3 separate regions of the Mus musculus genome follow, and regions 1 and 2 are each linked to region 3. A link is a contact called in public HiChIP or PLAC-seq data. All regions are on one chromosome and are shown on one strand. Each heading gives the region's core, a stretch centred on a gene start, on an enhancer-like site or on the middle of the called end of the contact. The rest is flanking DNA. Distances are from core to core; before and after follow the strand shown. Region 1 holds the start of Airn (antisense Igf2r RNA). Region 2 overlaps Airn (antisense Igf2r RNA). Region 3 holds the start of Wtap (Wilms tumour 1-associating protein).

Evidence for each region. HiChIP or PLAC-seq counts read pairs in DNA pulled down with a chosen protein or histone mark.
Region 1: an HNF4G HiChIP or PLAC-seq map of pancreatic cancer cells shows a contact between it and region 3. The contact joins the promoter of Airn here to the promoter of Wtap in region 3. A contact is called at or near these places in 1 of 39 promoter capture datasets (cranial neural crest), 1 of 484 Hi-C or Micro-C datasets (Th1 cells), 7 of 115 datasets of contacts at active chromatin or transcription factors (CD8 T cells, bone marrow-derived dendritic cells, effector CD8 T cells and 4 more) and 3 of 9 other capture datasets (adipose tissue, liver and pancreatic islet).
Region 2: a FOXA1 HiChIP or PLAC-seq map of pancreatic cancer cells shows a contact between it and region 3. The contact joins the enhancer-like site here to the promoter of Wtap in region 3. A contact is called at or near these places in 1 of 39 promoter capture datasets (hippocampal neurons), 4 of 484 Hi-C or Micro-C datasets (the N1E-115 cell line, cerebral cortex and cortical neurons), 5 of 115 datasets of contacts at active chromatin or transcription factors (the 230-238 cell line, craniofacial prominence, effector CD8 T cells and 2 more) and 3 of 9 other capture datasets (adipose tissue, liver and pancreatic islet).

Annotation. Positions count from the first base shown.
Region 1 is chr17:12,739,830-12,742,842 of GRCm38.p6, forward strand. It overlaps Airn (antisense Igf2r RNA), which reads left to right and starts at 1,482. Exons shown (of 3, transcript NR_027773.1): 1 at 1,482-1,595. It overlaps Igf2r (insulin-like growth factor 2 receptor), which reads right to left. Exons shown (of 48, transcript NM_010515.2): 3 at 453-577.
Region 2 is chr17:12,790,796-12,794,040 of GRCm38.p6, forward strand. All of the region lies in intron 1 of Airn (antisense Igf2r RNA), which reads left to right. Among named protein-coding and RNA genes, the nearest start is that of Igf2r, 23 kb to the left of the region's middle. RefSeq lists an enhancer at 1-2,275. Within about 2 kb of position 1,901, at least 161 of the 459 cell types and tissues checked have an H3K27ac peak or open chromatin away from gene starts, as enhancers often do. A contact at or near this core is called in the N1E-115 cell line, adipose tissue, pancreatic cancer cells and 1 more, where this site is marked.
Region 3 is chr17:12,990,815-12,993,599 of GRCm38.p6, forward strand. Wtap (Wilms tumour 1-associating protein) reads right to left here and starts at 1,445. Exons shown (of 8, transcript NM_001113533.1): 1 at 1,263-1,445.

The sequences.
Region 1 (3,013 bases), core at 232-2,731, 250 kb before region 3:
CTAGTTAACCCCTGCAGAGCAACAGTTAACTTCTACCTTCCCCAGCCCATGAGAAAGACCAAGGTGTTCACCTCCAAGTCCTGTTTCTCCTACAGTAAACACCAAGCTCTTAAGAACAATCAACAGAAGTAAATCAGCAGCTAGCTTGCTCTGCAACATGACCTCCATGGTTCATGCTGCCACAAACAGACTTTAAGATCTCAATTTGCACAATAGTGTGGTTATAGGTTGGTCTAAAATTAACATTCATCCTAACTCAAGTTTCACTCCAATTCTCACCATCTTTAAGACACATTTAGTTGGTGGTTCTGGGTGGTAGTGACGTGATGTGAATATAAATTGGGGGGAGGGGGAAATTGACCATTTAGTCCTCCAGGATCAGAATTCCTGTAACAAGAACACCAGAAGGGGAAAATGTTCTTAACAAAGAGCTTGAAGAGGGCCCCACTCACCAGGGTCTTCCCACACAGAAATGTAATGCTAGTCTGGATTCTGTGCTGTGAATCTGAAGGCTGGCAGCCCATAGTGGTGTTGAATTCCAGGAGTGATCTGGCTGAACTTCTCAAAAGTGAGTCACCTGTTTGGAGAGGATAAGAATGAACACACAATGAACAAACATAAAAGCACGTAGGCTCTTTTCTCACAGATAAGCACTAGGCAAGCCAGGAATGTTAAACACGCAGGGTTGTCTCTTCAAAGGGAGAGTAGATAACCTGTTTCCAGCCCAGGAGGCTGGGGGCAGGGGTGGTTAATAGCCTGGTGACCTCTGTGCTATTTCTGTAAGGCCAGGCCACAGCAGCTGCCCCAGACCCCTCCCATGAGCCTGCTTCCCCCAGACTCCTCCCATGAGCCTACTTCCTTAATCTATAGAATCTATCTATACAGAAGACTCACTTGAACCTCACAAAAGAATCAATGTAGTCATAAGTAAAGATTTATTGAACACATGGGATGGAGTTAATTAAAACCAGAGAACTTTTTTTTAATTGTGCTTTGCTTAAATGTGCCTAAAATAAACTGTAAGTCTCAAATTTTGAACCAATACTGGCAACTGAGTTGTGTGGAAGAGAACTGCCTGTTTATGTCCTGTAAAACTATGCTTTTGGTGGCTTGGTGGTCAGGAAAACCTTCACAGGAGTGGCACTGCATACTCTGCATCCAAGCAATGGAAAGACTAAGAGAAGTGTATCTCTCTCGGGGTTCAAGACAAGCAAGGACTACTCAATTAGACAACAGCTTTTAAAAAGAAGAAGAAGAAACATAACCGTAATATCTGTTATTCAAGTCTGCTTGAAATATCTGGTCTCTCTGGTGTTCCTCTAAATCTTTCTGACCTGCTCAGCAGGCAATTTATAGAAACACTTCCAGGACTGTAAGGCCATCTAAAACACAGGCTCCAGGCTGGAGCAAGAGGAGGAGCCAAAGCCTGGTGAGGTTGGGCTGAGCAGGGGGGATTAAGTGACACAGTTGGGGCGGAACTTAATAATCTCCACCCCCTGCCGAGGCTTCAACATTATATCTATCCCTCCTTGCTCTAGCGGGCAGCAAGAAGCACAGCACCGCCAGTTACCACGCAGACATCCTGGGGAACTGAGGTAAGCTAGGGTTCCCCGCGTGAAGCGCGGCAATGCGAGGGGAGGATTCTGCAGATGAGGGTAGGATTCCGTTGCAAGGGGAGGATTCCACGCGTTAGAGGATTCCGCAAAGGAAGGGTTCCACAGGAGGGAAGGGCTCTACGCGAGGTGAGGGTTCCACTGATCCGGCAGCTCGAGGGCTCCGACCAAGAGTTCCAGGCCGCTCAAAGGTTCCCCTACGCGAGATTCAGCGCTAGGGTGAAGATTTCTGGGCTACAAGAAAACTCAGCACTAGGGTGCCCCACTGCTCACCAGTGTTCTGAACTACACGAGGGCCGATAGGGCCGGTAGAAAGCCGAAAGCCGCGCTGCCGCCATGCCGCGTCAGCAAGAGGAGAAGGGAGGGGGGCGTCCAGCGCGGGCCGACTGCTGCACTGGGGGGGGGGGGGGTTTACGGGCGATCTAGAGCACGAGGGTGCCACGCTGCGCAAGGGGAGCAGGGGTTCGCGCTAGGGCACCACGCTGCTGGAGAGTTGGGGGGGGGGGTGGAGATCGGAGGATTTCTACACGACCTGATCCGCGGTTTGCGGGGCAGGGGGAAGGTTCGGTGGGTTCCGCGGCACTGCGCGAGCCAGGGTGCTGGCGTGTGCGCTGCCCCCCCCCCCCCCCCCCGTTCAGAGGATTTTAGCACAACTCCAATTGTGCTGCGATTCTGGTTGTGCCGAGTTGCGAGAGAGGCTAAGGGTGAAAAGCTGCACAAGGAGGGGATTCGGAGGGTTTAGAGGGTTCCGCGGCACTGCGCCGCAGTGCTGCCCGAGGGTTCGGAGCAATTCCGGTTGTGCCGTGATCCTTGGTTGTGCTGAGTTGCGGTGAGGGAAAGGGAAGGGAAAGCTCAGAGGGTTCCGAGCTATCCTGAGGGTGCGAAGCTGCACAAGGGCAGGGTTCCGAGGGTTCCGCGGCACTGCGTGAGCCCCGGTGCCGCGCTGCCCAAAGGTTCGGAGGGTTTTAATGCGATTCCGGTTGGGCTGTGATTCTGGTTATGCCAAGTTGCGCGAGGGGAGGGGAAGAGACGGCTCGGAGGATTCCGAGGTATCCTGAGGGTGCAAACTGCACAAGGGGAGGATTCGAAGGGTTCTGTGATCAGGGCCAACGCTCAAAAGTGCCATGTTACAGGAGAGATGAACTCAAAAGTGCCACGTTGCAAGAGAGGCAAGCTCAAAAGTGCCGCGTTGCAGGAGACGGAGGGAAGGGCAGGGTTTGGCGCTATCCTGGCTATGCATGAGGGTGCCACACTCCTGCGCAAGATTAGGGTTCCTCATTGGCCATGCAAATGAAGGTGCCCCACTAGCGGACAGGAGGATTCAGAGGGCTCTGCACTATCCAGGCTGTGCTCAGGGGCACATGAAGGTGCCATATTCTATACAAAGGGAGAGTTCAAAG
Region 2 (3,245 bases), core at 651-3,150, 200 kb before region 3:
GGAAGACTTTACGGTTGACTGTTCAGTGTCTGTCACACTCCAGCTGATAGTGTAAGCCAAACAAACATGTCCATCCCCCGGGTACACTTAAGCCTGTGTGTGAAAGATGTAAGGAGATGATTACCAGAGCTCCTGGGAAGATAGCATTCATGCTGCCATGGGAAGTTGACCTCTCTCTAACAACAGGCATGGGCAGGAAGCTGACAGGATTAGTAGGGGCTGACACTGCTATCAGCCTTGGGGCACTTTGATCACAAGGCTGGGAGAGAGGAATCTCACTGGACTTTTTTTTTTTTTTTAACCTGAGCTAGGAAATCTTCCATCTCCTCTTTATTAACTTGGAATTGGGTCATCTGTTACTTCAGCTAACGGGATCCCTGGTGGAAACCTCGTTGGAAGAGCTGTTATGAGACCCACTAGGAAAGCATGTGACCGTCGCCTGCTAATTAAAAGGCTTGCCACTGAAATAATCAGCAGGCACATGCCCCTGGCACACGGATTCCAGGGAAATGCAAGCCTTTCATCTCTCTTCCATAGTATCTTTTTTCAGTTGTAAATTCTTGGTTCAGTTTGCTTGAAATTCCCAAGCTACATAAGAAATAACTTAGTAGAAAGAAAAGGAAGAAAACTGTGAGAAAACTACAAGTCTCTCTCTCTGGGCCTCTTCTTTTCTTTTTCCCCTCCCTCTTTCATTTCCTCTCACACACACTGGCCTCTAGCTCACTGGTCTCTTACCTCAGCCTCCTGGGTGCTGGGATTACAGGCCCAAGCCACTACGTCCAAGTTTGACTATCAAATTTCTTCCAGCATAATGTTGGCTCTTTCAAAGATTCTTTTCCCTCTCTCCCATTGTGGATGACATCATGGAAAGAGTGTGTCGGAGCTAGCCAGACAGGAAGCCTGAGAGACAGGCCCAGGCATGTACCTTTATAAAAACACTCTCTCAAGAGCCCAACCAGGGTATCACGGGCCCCACATCCATTCCTTCCTTCCTGAGCGCTACATCCCCCAACCCCTGAGGCCAGGTTCTACCTCCTGTAGATACCATCACATCTTAAAGTCACCATGCTAAGGACTAAACCCCCGACATGTGAATGCTTAAGGAACAAATGGAATCCAAACTCCAAGAGACTGAGGTGGTTTATTAAGCTAAAACAGTTAGACAGGCCAGTATGCCAGATCACTATAACCAGAAAAGTTAGATAGGCCAGTATGCCAGATCACTATAACCAAAAAAGTTAGATAGGCCAGTATGCCAGGTCACTATAACCAGAGCCCTCGCAAGGCTGAGACAGGAGAATGGCTACAAGTCTAAATCCAGCCTGGTCTATATAGCAAGAACCAGGCTAGCTGGAGCTATAACTCATAATAATAATAATAATACATGCTAAGTATAAAGTCAAAATACATAGCCCCACCAAAGAGGTTTAGCAGGAAAAAAAAGCAGTATTTTTTTCTATTTCTTTTCTTTTTTTGTTTTACTCTTTCCATGATGACCTAGATACACAGTGATGGGAATTTTGAAAAGGAAGTAAATCAGTATAATATTTCATAACTTGTATTGCTTGCAACCATCCTATAACCAGGGATGAATTACAAATCACAACTCCAATTCAGTTTGTCCAAATCTACATGGTATCAGCAATCTGTAGCCTGGGGGTTGACAGTCGATGAAACCTTTCAGGGACCAACAATTAGCACCGACAATGCCAAGAAGTTTGAGCCGCTTGCCTAAAACGTAGAATAAGGAAGCGGAGGAGTCTGGAGTCACATCCAGGACTATTGGACTCCAGAGGCGTTTTAGAAAACTCATCTCAGAGCAGAAACCATGAGAAGCAGGAGCCTGCCAGCTGCTCTTGTTTACACAGTTCTGTTGGCTCTGGAACACAGTTCAAGGGTTGGGCAGGGTGTGGCCATCTGGAGAGGCACGTGCTGAACCTTGAACAGGCAAAGTGACAAGGCATCCAGCCTGTGAGACTGCAGGATGAGAGCCAGGATCAGGGCACAGGACCTGTGTCACTAGCCTTGGTCCCCCACAGAGGGGGCCATGCTAGCCTAGGTTCACCCATGTCAGATTAACAACAGAATGGGGGAGGGGGTGGCTCAAGGGAATCCTCTTTCTGATCCACTTTTCTTCCGTCCCACCAGCTCACTCATCCCTTCCTCCATTTTGACACGTTTACAGTTCTTATCTCCATCAGCTGTGTCTCAGGCTTGCCACACAACAGTGTAGACGCTCAGATAAGTCATCCTGGTACCCAGCAAGACCTTGGAAGAACAGTCCTAAGCAGGATGCAAAAGTAAACTTTTCCCCCGTTGGATTGATTCAATCCTGGTATTTTTCTGAAGTAAAAATAAAAACAAAAACAAAACAACAACAACAAAAAAAAAACCAAACCAAAACAAAACAAAAAAAACCTAAACCCTGAATGGCATACCTTGCTATTGTGAGAGTCCGTGGACTTTGTTCATCGCTTCAGGCAGAAAATTCTCTTTTTTTCCATATTGTTCACCATCTTGCCTTTGGGATTTTTTTTTTTTTTTTTTGATAGAGTCTCAAGTAACCTGAACTGGCCTCAAACTTGCTATGTAGTAAGAGGTACCTCGAACCTCTAACCTCCTGTCTCCACTTCCCAAGTGCTGACATTATAGGCATGTACCACCATTCCTGGTTTATGTGGTACATGCAAGCCTGGTCAGCACTCTTCCAATTAAACTTTACCCATAATCCTTATAATACATTCTTCTGGTTGGGTCTACATGAGTTCGGCCTGTCTTCATTCCTCTTAAAAATGATTTCCTCAACAAGCAAGGGTGGAATAGTTCCACCACAACAGACCTATAGACAGTTTCATGGGGGGAAAAGAAAGACAATGTTCTATTGTTTTTTTTTTTTAAAATAACTATTCATTGACTATGTGTGTGAGCCTCTGGGGGGTTATGAGCACCAACCACCTTTGCACAGTGACCATAGAAGCCAGAAGGGGGCTTCAGAGCTCCTGGAAATGGAGTTGCAAGCCACTGAGAGGCACTGCATAGGTCCTGGGAAGCTAATGTGCACACCCTCTACAAAGGCAGCAAGTGTTCGCAGCTGCTGAGCCATCTCTCCATCCCCAAGATTTTTTTTTTTTTTTTTTTTTTGAAATCGCTATGTACTAAATGGTTCCTGCAAGCAGCTATTGCCGATTGCCACTTTGCTCTGCACCTGGGAGCTGCATTTGACTGTTTAAGTGGTTCTGTCCCGG
Region 3 (2,785 bases), core at 195-2,694:
ACTCAGGCCTTTGGAAGAGCAGTCAGTTCTCTTAACCGCTGAACCATCTCTCTCCAGACCGCATTTAAAAATGTTTTATGAATGTTTTGCACGTATATATGTGCATCACGTGCACGCCTGATGCCACCCACTGAGGTCAGAAGTGGGAAGTCAAAATTCCAGAACAAGAGTTAAGGATGGTCAAGAGCCATCATTCCGGTGCTGGAAGAGAAACTGCTGAGCCAACTCTCCAGTCCCAAAGCTCAAACATAAGCTAAAGGGAAAGAAAGGTAGAATTTGTAGTAACTGATCTGTGACTTCCACCTATCTTTCCAAACAATAAAATTAACTAAATGAAAAGGCTAGGGTAGAGCGTGAAAACGATGAAAAAGGCGTAAATAAAACGTAGAGGATTATAACATGCTCCTTGAAGCTTTAACAGGCTCACCGATCTTTACAACCAGCTTACAGTGTATTCTTAGTCCTTTGGGGTCAAATTAACTGACTTCCTCATTCTCAAACCAAGAACTGTGGGCTCGGGGAATTGCTGAACGGCAGAAGGCTGGCCTAGCGTGCATGCACAAGGCCTAGCCGCCCCCCACGCCCATAAAACATGTACACAGAGAGGAAAACTTAGGTCTTGTTCTACCGTGCACCCGCTGTCTTATGCAAAACAATTTTAAATACGGTCAAATCAGCCATACAGAAATCCAAAACTAGACTAGAAGTTCACGAAAAATTCCACTAAGCTGTCAAAAAAAAAAAAAAAAAAGAACTACTCTCACAATGCATGCACTTATGTAAAAATGGAAGTCCACAGGTGAACGTGGTTGCAAAGACAAGCTACTACGTGGTACGGAATTGTTTTTAACAAAAAAAAAACCCAAAAAACAAAACAGAATGCTTCACTTGTGCCATACAGAACTGTGGGTACCTCTGGGTCCCCGGTGACGAACCCTGGAAGGTGGGAGGGGGCGACAGAGGCGGGGAAAGGACCGGCATGGCCAGTCAGCCCCGAGAGGGCGGCCTCCGGCCTCCCCGCCTCCCCGGCCGCGGGAACGCCCGCCCTGTCCCCTGCCGTCAGGGACGGAAGTAGAATGGCCGCGAAGCGGTGCAAGGATCCCCACGGGCAGCAAACCGCTCTGCCTAACGGGAAACCTGCACGGCCGCAGGCCCGGTCGCCCTTCCGGCCCGGAGTGCATTTCCCCGGGTCTAGGGCGGCCGCGCCTCGCTCCCCGGCCCCACAGGCCCTCGTGGCCATTCCCGCTGCGGGCTGCACCTACCTTCCCAGCCCGAGGCTGCGCGGGCGCCGCCAGTCACACAGGCCGAGGCCGCGCCGCCGCCGGCCCCCCCGCGCTCCTCCCGCCGCAGCGCTGGCGAGAACCTTTATTTGCGGGTCTCGCAGCCACAAAATGGCGCTGAGGGAGGAAAGCCGGCCCTGCCGCCGGCCCCGCCCCGCCCGGACTGCGCCCCGCCCCGAGCGCGCCGCGGAGACCCCGCCCGTGGCCCACTCACCCGAGACGCGCCTCTCGGGCGCCTCCTCGGTCACCGCGCCGGGCGCCTCTGGAGAGAAGGGGCGAGGGGCGGCCGGCTCGGCCCCGCTCGGGACCTCGGGGCGCGGAGAGGCAGCGGCACTACGCCGCCGCCGCACGGAGACAGTCCGCGGAAGCCCGCACCGGCCCCGTCGGGGCTCTGCAAGCTCAGCGGGGCTGGGAAGGGAAGCGGCCGGAGAGAAGGGCGGGCCCGCGAGGTCGGAGGTCACCCGCGAGGCATCTCGGGACGACGGCCGCTGCCGGACAAGCTCGGCGGGGCCACCTGCGGCTGCTGCGCGGCCTGGGCGGAGGAATCCGAGCCGACAAGCGCGTGATTGGCTCTTCCAGGCAGTCTCACAGCTCAGGATGCTTCCGCGCATCGTGCCGGAACGGGGAGACAGCGGCTTCATGCTTAAGCGCCCCTCGTTTTAAGTTGGGGGCGGGGGAGGGGGACTTAGAAGCCGTCGCCGTTCTTGGGGCCGCCGGCTTTGCCCCGGGGCGTCTTTGGGTTTGAGTCGAGGAGCCAGGAGGCTGCGCGTGTGGGCAGACTGGAAGCCCCGGGAAGGCAGCCGGGTGAGGGTTCTGGAGTACTCTAGCAAGAACAGCGGTGCTCGGCAGTCTCTTCAGCACTTCCCAGATGGGACAGTCATATTTAGGCTTAGTCGGTTTTATGAGCCCGGTTAATCCCCAGCGTAGGTGCCCTGCCTGAGATCATTTATAAGGATACAGTTACAGTAGAGACCAGATGCCACCACTAGGTAGTTTACATCGCAGGGTCCTTGGAAAACTAAAGAAAATGGAGAAGGACGTGAACAGATGGTTCACAGATCCTTAAAATATTCCATAGAAGGAGGATCAACTTTGTTTATAATGGAAATATACATTGAAATCCTGTTTCCTGGTGAGGATGCAGACATTAATAGTTATGTGTTACTTTGGAATGAGTCCTGGCTTGAGTGAATAAAGCAAGGTGTAGAAATACATATACACATATATGTAGGCACATATCGAGAAAATGGAAGAATATTGCAGAAACTTAATAGTTACTCAAAAGAGGGTAATGGCTGTAGGAGATAAAGGTAGAAACAGCAAGACTTGTGAGTTTTCAAAACTTATGAAACGAATAGGTAAAACAAGAAAATCCCTCCAGAGTCCAAAACAAATTGAAAGGAATCAATTCAAATTAAAATTGATAGCGGAACTGAAAGATACACAAAAGAAAGAATATAGCTGCAGTGTTTGAATTTCATGCTCTGGCTCTGTGCCTACAGAGG